Regions from separate parts of the Mus musculus genome. Here regions 1 and 2 are each linked to region 3. A link is a contact called in public Hi-C and promoter capture Hi-C data. All regions are on one chromosome and are shown on one strand. The core of a region is the stretch at or near the end of the contact, and the rest is flanking DNA. Distances in the headings are between cores, read along the strand shown.

The links. A called contact is a pair of places that touch in the nucleus more often than the background predicts. Capture Hi-C pulls out chosen DNA fragments and counts their contacts.
Region 1: a Hi-C map of B cells shows a contact between it and region 3, with 7 read pairs. The contact joins the promoter of Zfp267 here to the promoter of Fxr1 in region 3. A contact is called at or near these places in 4 of 39 promoter capture datasets (hippocampal neurons, liver and pre-B cells), 1 of 484 Hi-C or Micro-C datasets (B cells) and 1 of 115 datasets of contacts at active chromatin or transcription factors (astrocytes).
Region 2: a contact with region 3 is called in a promoter capture Hi-C map of liver, with 9 times the contacts expected there. The contact joins the promoter of Acad9 here to the promoter of Fxr1 in region 3. A contact is called at or near these places in 6 of 39 promoter capture datasets (the C10 cell line, cranial neural crest, frontonasal cranial neural crest and 3 more), 2 of 484 Hi-C or Micro-C datasets (CD4 T cells and pre-B cells), 2 of 115 datasets of contacts at active chromatin or transcription factors (astrocytes and large pre-B cells) and 2 of 9 other capture datasets (adipose tissue and liver).

Annotation. Positions count from the first base shown.
Region 1 is chr3:36,149,212-36,152,691 of GRCm38.p6, forward strand. It overlaps Zfp267 (zinc finger protein 267), which reads left to right and starts at 1,869. Exons shown (of 4, transcript NM_001101478.1): 1 at 1,869-1,984. The coding sequence starts at 1,982.
Region 2 is chr3:36,064,717-36,067,969 of GRCm38.p6, forward strand. Acad9 (acyl-Coenzyme A dehydrogenase family, member 9) reads left to right here and starts at 1,263. Exons shown (of 18, transcript NM_172678.4): 1 at 1,263-1,554. The coding sequence starts at 1,393.
Region 3 is chr3:34,018,431-34,022,008 of GRCm38.p6, forward strand. It overlaps Fxr1 (fragile X mental retardation gene 1, autosomal homolog), which reads left to right and starts at 1,649. Exons shown (of 17, transcript NM_001113188.1): 1 at 1,649-1,733. The coding sequence starts at 1,683.

The sequences.
Region 1 (3,480 bases), core at 619-3,118, 2.1 Mb after region 3:
AGTAGGAGTAAAGTTGAGCCAGCTCACTCTCCGGGGCTGCACCATCCGGGGCTGTACCACCTTGACACCCATCAGCTGACCAGATCAGAAATAGTTCAACTGAACCTCAAGTGAGGAGCTGCCTTATCACCATCCGCTAAGTTTTAGTGTGGTTTGTTATTCAGAGATAGAAGATGAATGCACACTTACAGGCACGATACCATGACTTAATGATATTTTAATCCTAAGTTACCTGGCAAATAGTAGCTGCTATATATGCATTAGTTTACTTCCCCACTAATTAAAGTTGGATGATCTATTGCTAGATGGTGTTGAATTATACAGAAAAATTTGTAGACATGTGTGCATATGGTTGGGTAATTAAATTTGCACCATGTCTCACAAAAGAAAACCCGAATCTACAGCCTGACAATTAGGTCCAAGGCCAAACTAAAAAGGGGTGGTGGTGGTGGTGGTAATTTTTCTTATAATCTATTTAAATCACAGGGGGGCAAGGCCATGGAGGGATCAAGAGACAGGCTTCCCTCCTCATGTGCCCACCTTTGAACACTCCTGGTTGAAGTCCCCTGATCTGTTTTAGGACATGGTTACCCCCATTCACTGGGACCTAAAAGAAATATTGGCAGGAAACTGTGTTGCTTCACTTCTGACATAAATGGGAGAGATTCTCAGGTTCCCCTCACTTTCTTGAGGTCAGGAAAATTATAGCTCTCAGAAGAGGACTGTGACAGACGTGACCTGAAACCTGCTGAAGACCCGAATTTGGATGATTTAGTATAGTAACATATATATATATATATATATATATATATATATATATATATATATATATATATACACACACACACACACACACACACACATATATGTGTGTGTATACATATGTGTGCATGTATGTATATGTGTATATGTATGTATGTATGTATGTATACATATATGTATATGTGTGTGTGTGTGTGTGTGTAACCAATTCCACATATGATGATATGTTTGGATATACTGGGTTTTATTACAATCACTGTTTTAACTTTAATATGAACAGTAGAAAATTTTAAATTAAGTAAGTGTCTTAGTCAGGGTTTCTATTCCTGCACAAACATCATGACCAAGAAGCAAGTTGGGGAGGAAAGGGTTTATTAGGCTTACACTTCCATACTGCTGTTCATCATCAAAGGAAGTCAGGACTGGAACTCAAGCAGGTCAGGGAGCAGGAGCTGATGCAGAGGCCATGGAGGGATGTTCTTTACTGGCATGCTTTGCTAGCTTGCTCAGCTTGCTTTCTTATAGAACCCAAGACTACCAGCCCAGAGATGGTCCCACCTACAAGGGGCCTTTCCCCCTTGATCACTAATTGAGAAAATGCCTTACAGTTGGATCTCATGGAGGCATTTCCTCAACTGAAGCTCCTTTCTCTATTGTAACCCCAACTGTGTCAAGTTGACACAAAACTAGCCAGTACAGTAACACTTGAGTATTACTCCCCCTTTCTATATTCAATATTGCTGATTCAGGAGATTTTTTTCCCCTTTTAAAATTTGAAATTCAAGGACAGAGCTCAGGGGGAAATGGTGCCAAAGCTCTTCTCTATTGCGAATAATATACATATATATGATTCATAAATTGGTCTGACTTTATATACAATAGTAAATGGGAATGATTCCTCTAGGGTCAGCTTTACTACAACTGTACCAAAAACTTGTCATTTCAGCCCATAGGGTAGTGCTGGGGCCTGATGGGGCGGGACCGGAAAGTCATCCAATCAGCAGCACGATGGTGAGAACTTCGAATCAGACGTTTAGACAGGGTAGAGGGGGCGGGCCTTCATGCTGTGTTTCTGAAGTCCAGGATCTTGGAATCCTCCTCAGGCTGGGTCTCTTCCGGTGTAGACTGTAGCTCAGCCCTGCGGCATCCGTTTGCCCTGCGTCTGTAGGGTGCCGGGCCATCCACCGGGAGGACGCGGACTCCGCGTAGTCAAGCCACAATGGTGAGTGTGCATGGTGTCCTGAGACTGGAGGGAGGCTGTGTAGAGCCGGTGGGAATCGGCTGCGGCCAGTGCTCGATGTGGGAGGACGGTGAGCACTGCTGAAGCCTGCTGGTGAGTGTGTGCGTGGCGCGGCGAGGCTGGAGGGCTGCGGGGAGCCGAGGGGGAGCCGGCGACTGCATGGGGGGCGACGGCGGCCCCGCCTTCCTGCGGCCGGCCCTTGGGATCGGCCGGCTTGAGGTCCCCCTTGGTGGGCCATGCGTCACCGCGCAGCCTGAGCTGGAGATCCCCGGTACCCGGCCGCGCCCCCGAGCTAGCCGGTGCAGTGAAGGCCCAGGGTCAGACCCTGCTGCCCTGGAGTCCTCAGAGGCTCCAGCCTAGTAGCCCGGATTGTGCGGCGATAACCTGCAAGCGTAGGGCTCCCGCAGGGAAAGTGTTCAGTGAGGTGTCCTGTCCCTCCTCCCGAGCAGTCTAGATAAACGCGAAGCAGAATCTCCTATCCAGATGACTGCTCTTCCCCTGTCCTCGCTTCTCCTCTGGTTGGAGGAAGATTCCTAAATTTCCATCTCCTGACCGCATTCCCAAATGCCCATTTAAAAAATAATATTAACACCCATTTCCCACGCAGCATTTCAAATAGACATACATTTTGCTTGATTGGTTTTTTTCCCCACTCCACACACTGGGCGACATTTTAAAAAGGATTTACCCTATGGATATTTAACATAAAATCACTTGATTTTTTATTAAAACACACACACACAATGCCTCTCATTTTGTCATCCTTAGACACAGGAACCCCAATCAGAATGCTTTGGGGTTGTACTTGCCTTTTGGAGATTTTCCATAGTGATGGGTCTATCTTCATCTGACTCTACTTGGCCCTTTCCTTGCCCGGGTTTCAGAGATGCCAACACCAGCTGCCTTGTCTCCAGTGTCTAGGAGCATCCAATGATGTCAGTGTCTGGGCTGATCGTCCCAGCAGCCTGGGGTGTGAGGCTAGACCGCATTGGGACGCTGCTGGATGTCTTGGTGTTCTCCCATCTGAAACGCACTTGAGCTATCTCAGCCTTTTGATCAATATTCTGCCAGTTGTACTTAGCATGCAGGAGGCCTTCTGGTTGCTTAATTAAATCCTTGCTGCAAGTTTGTAAGAATGAATCCAGACTGCCAAGTAGTCATGGGAGAAGTGTTCTGTAAACCAGTTCTGGGCTTTCCCGCCTTGCTCTGCATCCCTTGTAGGGACGGAAGGTGACAGGGCTCATGGGCCTGCTTGTCCCCTTGTTTAGACTCACTAGCCTTTCTTGCTTCCTTGTTCTGTTGTTATTGTCTCTTTTTCATTTGTTTATTTATCTTCTGAGCTGGATAGGTGCATGCCAGCCATGGGATCCTGTGGGGTGAGAGGATTCTGGTCGTCTGTCCATAAAGGGAATCCCAGGGACCAAACTTAGGTTGACAGTTGTGGCAGCCAGTGCCTTTAACCCACTGAGGCGGTTCCT
Region 2 (3,253 bases), core at 13-2,512, 2.0 Mb after region 3:
ACATATTAACCTTGCTTTTTGGCTTCTGTAGTTTCACTTCTCGCTAACTGTTCTTACTTGCTTTTTGTGCATAAAAGGAAAAGAATAGTGAGGCTCTGGGCTACATAGTTTGGGAAGTTCCTTATGCAGTCCCCAGTGGGGCATAAATGCTTTCTATTGGTGTTAAAACTGCATGTATTTTCTGAAGGAGTCATCTTGTAACAGTTGATGCCACACTGGTTCCCTCAGGACAACCTGCCTAGAAATAAAGACAACAGACATATGAATAAACCCTGATGTGAGAGCTGGACCAGTTGGACCAGGCCCTGCCTTGGCTTACTTCCTCAACATAAGATTCATTTTAAAAAAAACAAACAAGGGCTGGAAAGATGGCTCAGCGGTTAAGAGCATTGACTGCTCTTCCAGAGGCCTTGAGTTCAATTCTCAGCAACCACATGGTGGCTCACAACCATCTGTAATGGGATTCATTGCCCTCTTCTGGTGTGTCTGTAGACAGCAATGGTATACTCACATACATAAAATAAATAAATCATAAAAAGAAACAAACAAACAAACATGGTGTTTATAGTTTCATAGGGTAGGTCACCGAGCCAAGGGAAATGCCTTGCCCTGGGAGTGGTGAAGAAAGCAAGTGTCTGAAGACTGTGGCCAATAGGGGCCAGACTAGGGGGGTGCACAACACAGGGAGTGGTAGATTCAAGAAAGGAGGAAACAGCATGCTCTTAGTGCTTCATGCAGTCTCCCATACAAAATGATACCACGCCACTCACATATTTAAGAGAATTAGGCAGAAGTGGGTTAGTAAAATAGGTCCCTTGTCATTTTGTTATACCCATTTAGCAATATTCTAAGTCCTACATTAAGTGAGATGAGAATAACAAAAGTTGTACTTCTAGGTTTATTTGATGAAATCTAATCTGCTCTTTAGAGGATGTGCTGAGAATAGCACACAGGCACAAGAGCTGTGTTTGGGAGCCTGGGTGGTAGTTTTGCAGCTTGACTTTTGAGTATTTTCGTTTTCTTACTGGCAAAAGTATAACAAGAAAGAACACACACACACACACACACACACACACACACACACACACACACACACACTTACTTCCTAGCCTGTTCGGATGAATTTTAAAAAACTACAATTTCTAAATTACATACTCAGACATTACATACAGCAATGCTTGGCGTAGGAGACATTTATTAAACATATTCTGGAACGACCTGTCCAATAGCCTCGCTCAAGGCGGCGCAGCCCTTGCGTCATCAGGAAGTGCGAGCTAGCTTCCGGTTGCAGCGGTGCAGGGTGAGACTTTGGATGCCCGGACGCGGGTGATTGGCGTCATTGGGAGGAGCGGCGGGGCTTCCAGCGACTTGAAGTCTGAAGTCAGGAGCAGCATGTCTGGCTGTGTGCTGCTCTCGCGTGGGGCGACTGCGGCGGCGGCTGCGGCGCGAGCTTCCCGGGTGCTGAGGGAATTCACGGCGAGGCGCCGCCCGCTGCACACCAGCCTGCAGAGCTGCTCGTTCGCCAAGGAGCTCTTCCTGGGCAACATCGAGCAGGTAGGAGGCGAGGCCGGACTGCCCGTGTCCTCTGCTCCCACCTTTCATTCTGGCCAGAGTTGCATGGAACGTTATCCGAGCCCGTAGAAGCCAAACATCCGAGAGGCTGGGCTCGGCGATGTGGCTTAAGTCGTGTCACAGTGGTTTTTGTTTTGGGGCAGGGTCTCATTCAGTAGTAGCCCAGGCTGTCTTTGGACTCGCTCTGTAGCTAGGCATGCCTTGAATACGTGGTCCTCTTGCCTCGGTCCTCAGAGTTGCCCATCCAGCTATTTCTTGTCTTGGAAGTTTGTCTCGTATTGTCTGACTTTATTAAAGTAGAAGTCAACACTTGGGCTGAGTGGCTGCCCTGGTGCAACGTTCAAAGCTAGAACTTTGAAGTGTGGGGACCCTTTTGCCCACATTCTGGCGCAGAGGGTGCCGAGGGACTTGGATTCTTGTGCTTTTCCAAGGCAGGAGGAAGAGCGCAGCCATCATGTATCCCCTTCAGTCTTTAAATCTACCCTTCATCACCCGTGAGCTTTGCTGCCAGTTTTCCATTTCTGTATTTAGTGAGAGTCCCAGTGGTCAGCTCTCCTCCAGATGGTATCTACTTTCTATACTGTTGTGAGCTGTATACCCCTAGCAAAGGCTGGCCTGGTGATTAGAACTCAGCTTTCTCACTATTCAAGGATAATTCTGCATCTTGGACCTGTGCCCTCAGGCTTTGGCCCAGTGGCCAGTGGTTTTCTCCACATTGCTCACTTCTCATTCCCATTCCTACCCCACCCACCATTAGTAACTAATGCAGATATGTACTTAATGTTTGTTCTGAATGCATGTTAGGCCTCAGGTTTCTGAAAAAAAAATTCTTTTCTTTGTATCTCTTTTGTTAGTTCCTTGGTTTCTCAACCTGTAGACCTTGGCCAGTGTCTCTGGTAGCCCAGTTGAAGTCAGAGGCAGTGTCGTTGTTGTTTGTGTTGTTTTGTTCTTCTTCTTTTTAATGTGGAGGTGGCAGGTGTATTGATTGCTTGCTTTTGAGACAGTCTCACTGAGACTTTCTGCCTCTGCCTTCCTTCATGAGAGCTAGATTGAAATTGTATGCCACACCTAGCAATGCTGAATTTTTCTAAAGTTTAAGCCTGTGGGCCTCTCTTTTTATTATGGTCAGCCCCTTGATGACCTAATTCAGTGCCCTAGCTTTAAATGACAACTCTATTCTTACGACTCAGATTTATTTTTTCAACTTGAGTTCTTCCCCTAACTCCAGACTTAGTCTACCTTTCTGCTCTATATCTCCTCTTAGATGTCTAATAAGCATCTTTAATAAGCATATATGATAACCTCTCCTGGATCCCACCCAGTTCTGCTTCTCCCAACAGCCCGTTTACAATAGATAATGGCTACTCTGTGATTCAACTTTTTCAATACATTCTCCAGTGACACCTTTGATTCGTCTTGTTCTCATTGAATCCTATAGTAAGTAAATCTTTGTTTATCTTCAAGTTACATTCATATCTGACCACTTCTAACTTCACTGCTACTTCCTGGATTGAGCAAACACCAGCTCTCGGAGCATTTCTGGGCCTTGACTAGGACAATGGCAGTGGTACTTAAGCGTCTGAGGGTAGAGAGTAGCCGAGTTATCCATGCCAGTGGCTGACATATACACTTACTTGGACCCGAGTCTGTCCCAGGGGCAAGTGGGAGGATGAATGGGTGA
Region 3 (3,578 bases), core at 399-2,898:
CACAAAATTACAGGCATGGGCCTTCAAATGAGAAATAAATAAAGGGCTAAAGAAGATAGTGCTGTGTGTAGCTCCGGGACCTTGTTTCAGTCCTCTGCATCTGACCCTCAAACATACTAATAAACCCATATCAGCAGTACAGTGCGGTTGCTTATGCAGTGTAATACTGTGACAAAAAATGGACACCTAGTCATACCTGCTGTACCATGAATCTTGAAAGAATATTCTAAATGAGAGAAGCCAATCACAGAAGCTCTCACATCACGATCCCACTCATATGTGAGATCGAGCTAGGCAAATCTCTACATAGAAAACACATGGGCAGTTTCCTAGAATCCAGGGAATTCAGGAGAATTGGGGAACAGCAACAAGCACAAGTGCTTTTTATTTTTACTTATTTATTGTTGTTTGTGATGAAAATGTTTTATACTGATCCTGGTGATAGACGCTGAACTGTACATTTTTAAAAGGGCTAATCTTGTATAAAGAAAATGTACTTTATACAAACCAGGTTGCTAGGGGCCAGGAGCTCACACCAGTAAAGCCAGCACTCTGGAGGCTAAGACAAGAGAATGGGAGGTAAATCGAAGGCCATCTTGGACTGCTTAGTGAGACTTGTCTCAGAGTAACAGGTAACCGTGGGGGAACTGAGCCTGTTAGCCCAACTGGCACCTGGAGGTGGGAGGCAGGGTGGTCAATTTGAGCTCCAAATAAAGGAAAGACAAATACATCATGCGTCGCTGAAAAGTTATGTAAAGATGCACATACAAATGAATTCTTTTAAGTACTATTTCCAAAAGCCTTGCTTTCAGAAGTTGGCATTAACTTATCAAACTAAGTATGAGTGCCACAAAGCTTCTAGAACTGGTGGCGTTTCTGGTAAAGTCACACAACACAAAACCCAATAGGTTCTTGGATCCTCTTTGCAAAACTTCCCACGTGTAACCTATCAGGGGTGGGAGGAATACACTTTCCCATTGTTTAAAATTTTTTAAAAGTAATGCCAGCACTCCGATGGCCAGAGGCAGAAGCAGTTCTGTGGGTTCAAGGCCACCCAGGGGTAGAGAACTGTGTCTCAAACAGGATCCCCCCACAAAATTAGCCTAGGTTTCCCGAGCCTTTAATAACGTATTAAGGTAACCGTGCTCGGTCGGTGACAGGTGAGTGAGCTGCCTTCGCGCGAGGCGAGGCCTGAGAACTGCGTGAGGCTCGGGGGAAGCCCCGAGTCCCGGGTTCGTCCTGGGAAAGGCTCTTCAAGGGGACGGCCCGAGGCTCCAGAGGGAAGGCTCCATGAGGGCAAACCTGAGAGTGTCGGCCGGCCATGCGCTCTGGCCGAGCCCGAGCGCCCGCCAGGCCGCGCTTCCTGACGGGAAGAGCCCGTAGGGAGCGTCGCCGGCCGCGCGGATCCTGGGGCGAGGGTGGCGCGCCGGGCGGGTCCGCCTCACTCATTGTGCGCGAGGCGGGCCGCGCGGGCGTGGGCGTGGGCGGACCGGCCTGCCGCTGGGTAGCCGCCCAAGGACCCGCGCAGAGCGGCGCCGCTAGCGGAGAGCCCGGGAGCGGGCCGGGAGCGTCCCGCCCTCCCGCCCGCCCGCCCCTCCCCCGCGACGCTCGCCCCTCCCCCCTCCTCCCCTCGCGTTGGAAAGTTTCTAGAATCTCTTCCCAGCAGCCTTTGCGGTTCCAACATGGCGGAGCTGACGGTGGAGGTTCGCGGCTCCAACGGGGCTTTCTACAAGGTACGGGCCGCGGGGCGGCCGGGGATGGGAGCTGGGCACTGGGAGCGGGGTCAAGGGGCGCCGGGGACCCCGGGGGCCGAGGAGAGGTGTCAGGTGGTGGCGGGGGAGGCAGCTGGGCCGTGCTGCTGGCCTCTGCCCTCGGCGCGGTTTAACGGTCTCGGGGCCCAGGCTCCGTTATGTTTGGAAACAAGGCGGCGGGTGCTGGCTTGCCTCCTGTCCCGGAGCGTCCTGGGTCGAGGCCTCCGGGACGCGGGCGGGCGGGCGGGCTGGAGCGGCGGGCTGTGGTGCGGGCGCGCCGCCGAGGCCTGGCGGGGTGGGGGGCGCGGACGGGCGGACTGAGGGACGGACTGAGGCGGGCAGCTCACTGCGACCCCGCGGCGGCGGCCGGGCCCGCCAGGCTCCTCTCCGCCCGCCCGCCCTCCCGCCCGCGGCATGAATGGCTGACTCCCCGGCCTACCCCGGCTTGTGCTGCCCCGGGGGCCCTGCGAACCCACGGCGCCCGCCCGCCCGCGTGGAAACCCGGACGGGCGGCGGGCCCTGGTGGCCGCGGCCTGGGGAGCGGGCGGCCCCTTCGCCCCTCGGCCCGGGAGAAATGCGAATTCCGAAGGAAGGGTTCAAAGGTGACCCGAGGCCAGGCGGCAGGTGGGAGGGACGCGTGTCTTCCCAGCCCCTGGGAAGGTGGGTTTTTTGTTTTTTGTTTTTGCTTTTTAAGTCCTCTTCCACGAGGTTCTTTTTGTTTCCTTTGAGAAGAGGCCATGCATTGCCGTGGAGGCTGGCCTCGGAGACAGAGGGAGGATTCTAGAGTGGAGGAATTTGTAAGGCGCTTGCTTCTATTGGAAAAGGGGGAGGGGGCACCAAGCAGAACACGAAGGCTGAACAGTTTTTCCATAGTAACGGCCCCTTCTCCTTATTTTTTTTTCTCCCCAAAGTGTGCGAGAATCTTAACAAATCAACACAAAACCTTCTCAGCTGTTGTCTGTCAGTCATTCTCCAAGCCAGCATCTCAGATGTTTGAGAGTCTTGGCTATTTTTATGAAGGCTCTCTTCTAGTACATGAGTATTGTATGTACTTAAAATGGTTTCTCACAGGTTTTCATTTCAATGGCTCCTTTATTCCAGAGGATTTTATTTGGTATTAACGATTTCCTAATTTTTCAGTGTTTTGCTTTTCCCTTTCTAGCTTGCTTATTAGCTGTATGGAGGTGATTTGTCACGTGGTAATAATATAGGCAGTAGCTCATTGACAAAGAATGATAAGTATACTTTTTTAAATTTTGTTTTGTAAATTTTGATTGTAAAATCTCTGGTGGCCAACTAAGTAGTAAGAGTGAGTGTTAAAGCCTTTAGTATCACCTATTAGTGTGTAACTGGCTTCGTTAGTGTTCCAGGTTTAAAACATGATGTCACATAAATGATTCAAGCAATATTTGAGTAGATACTTCTTACTGAAACCTAGTGGTTACCATCTCTGCAAGATTGTAGATAAGGTGAGCTGGGCCACAAGGACTGGACTTAAGACTACTTTTCCTGCCTAGATAAAGTTCGTTAGTGTGTATCACTCCCTACCTACCCTGTGGAAAAGGCTCAGGAATCTCTGATTCTCAGCACACATTTTAGGTAACACAGATTATGCAGGCTTTCCTTGCACATTGAAAAGTGATTGTTTCAACAAATTCTTCATCGTGTAGATAATAGGGAACCATTTCTTTGACTGAATTTTATGTCAATCTGTAGTACAACATAATCAGTTTGACTTCTGTAAAGTTGGTTTGCAATCTTTTGGTGTCTTTTTTTTTTTAAAAGTTATTTCACAAGCAAATATCTCCATGTTGGAACTTTGAAGTA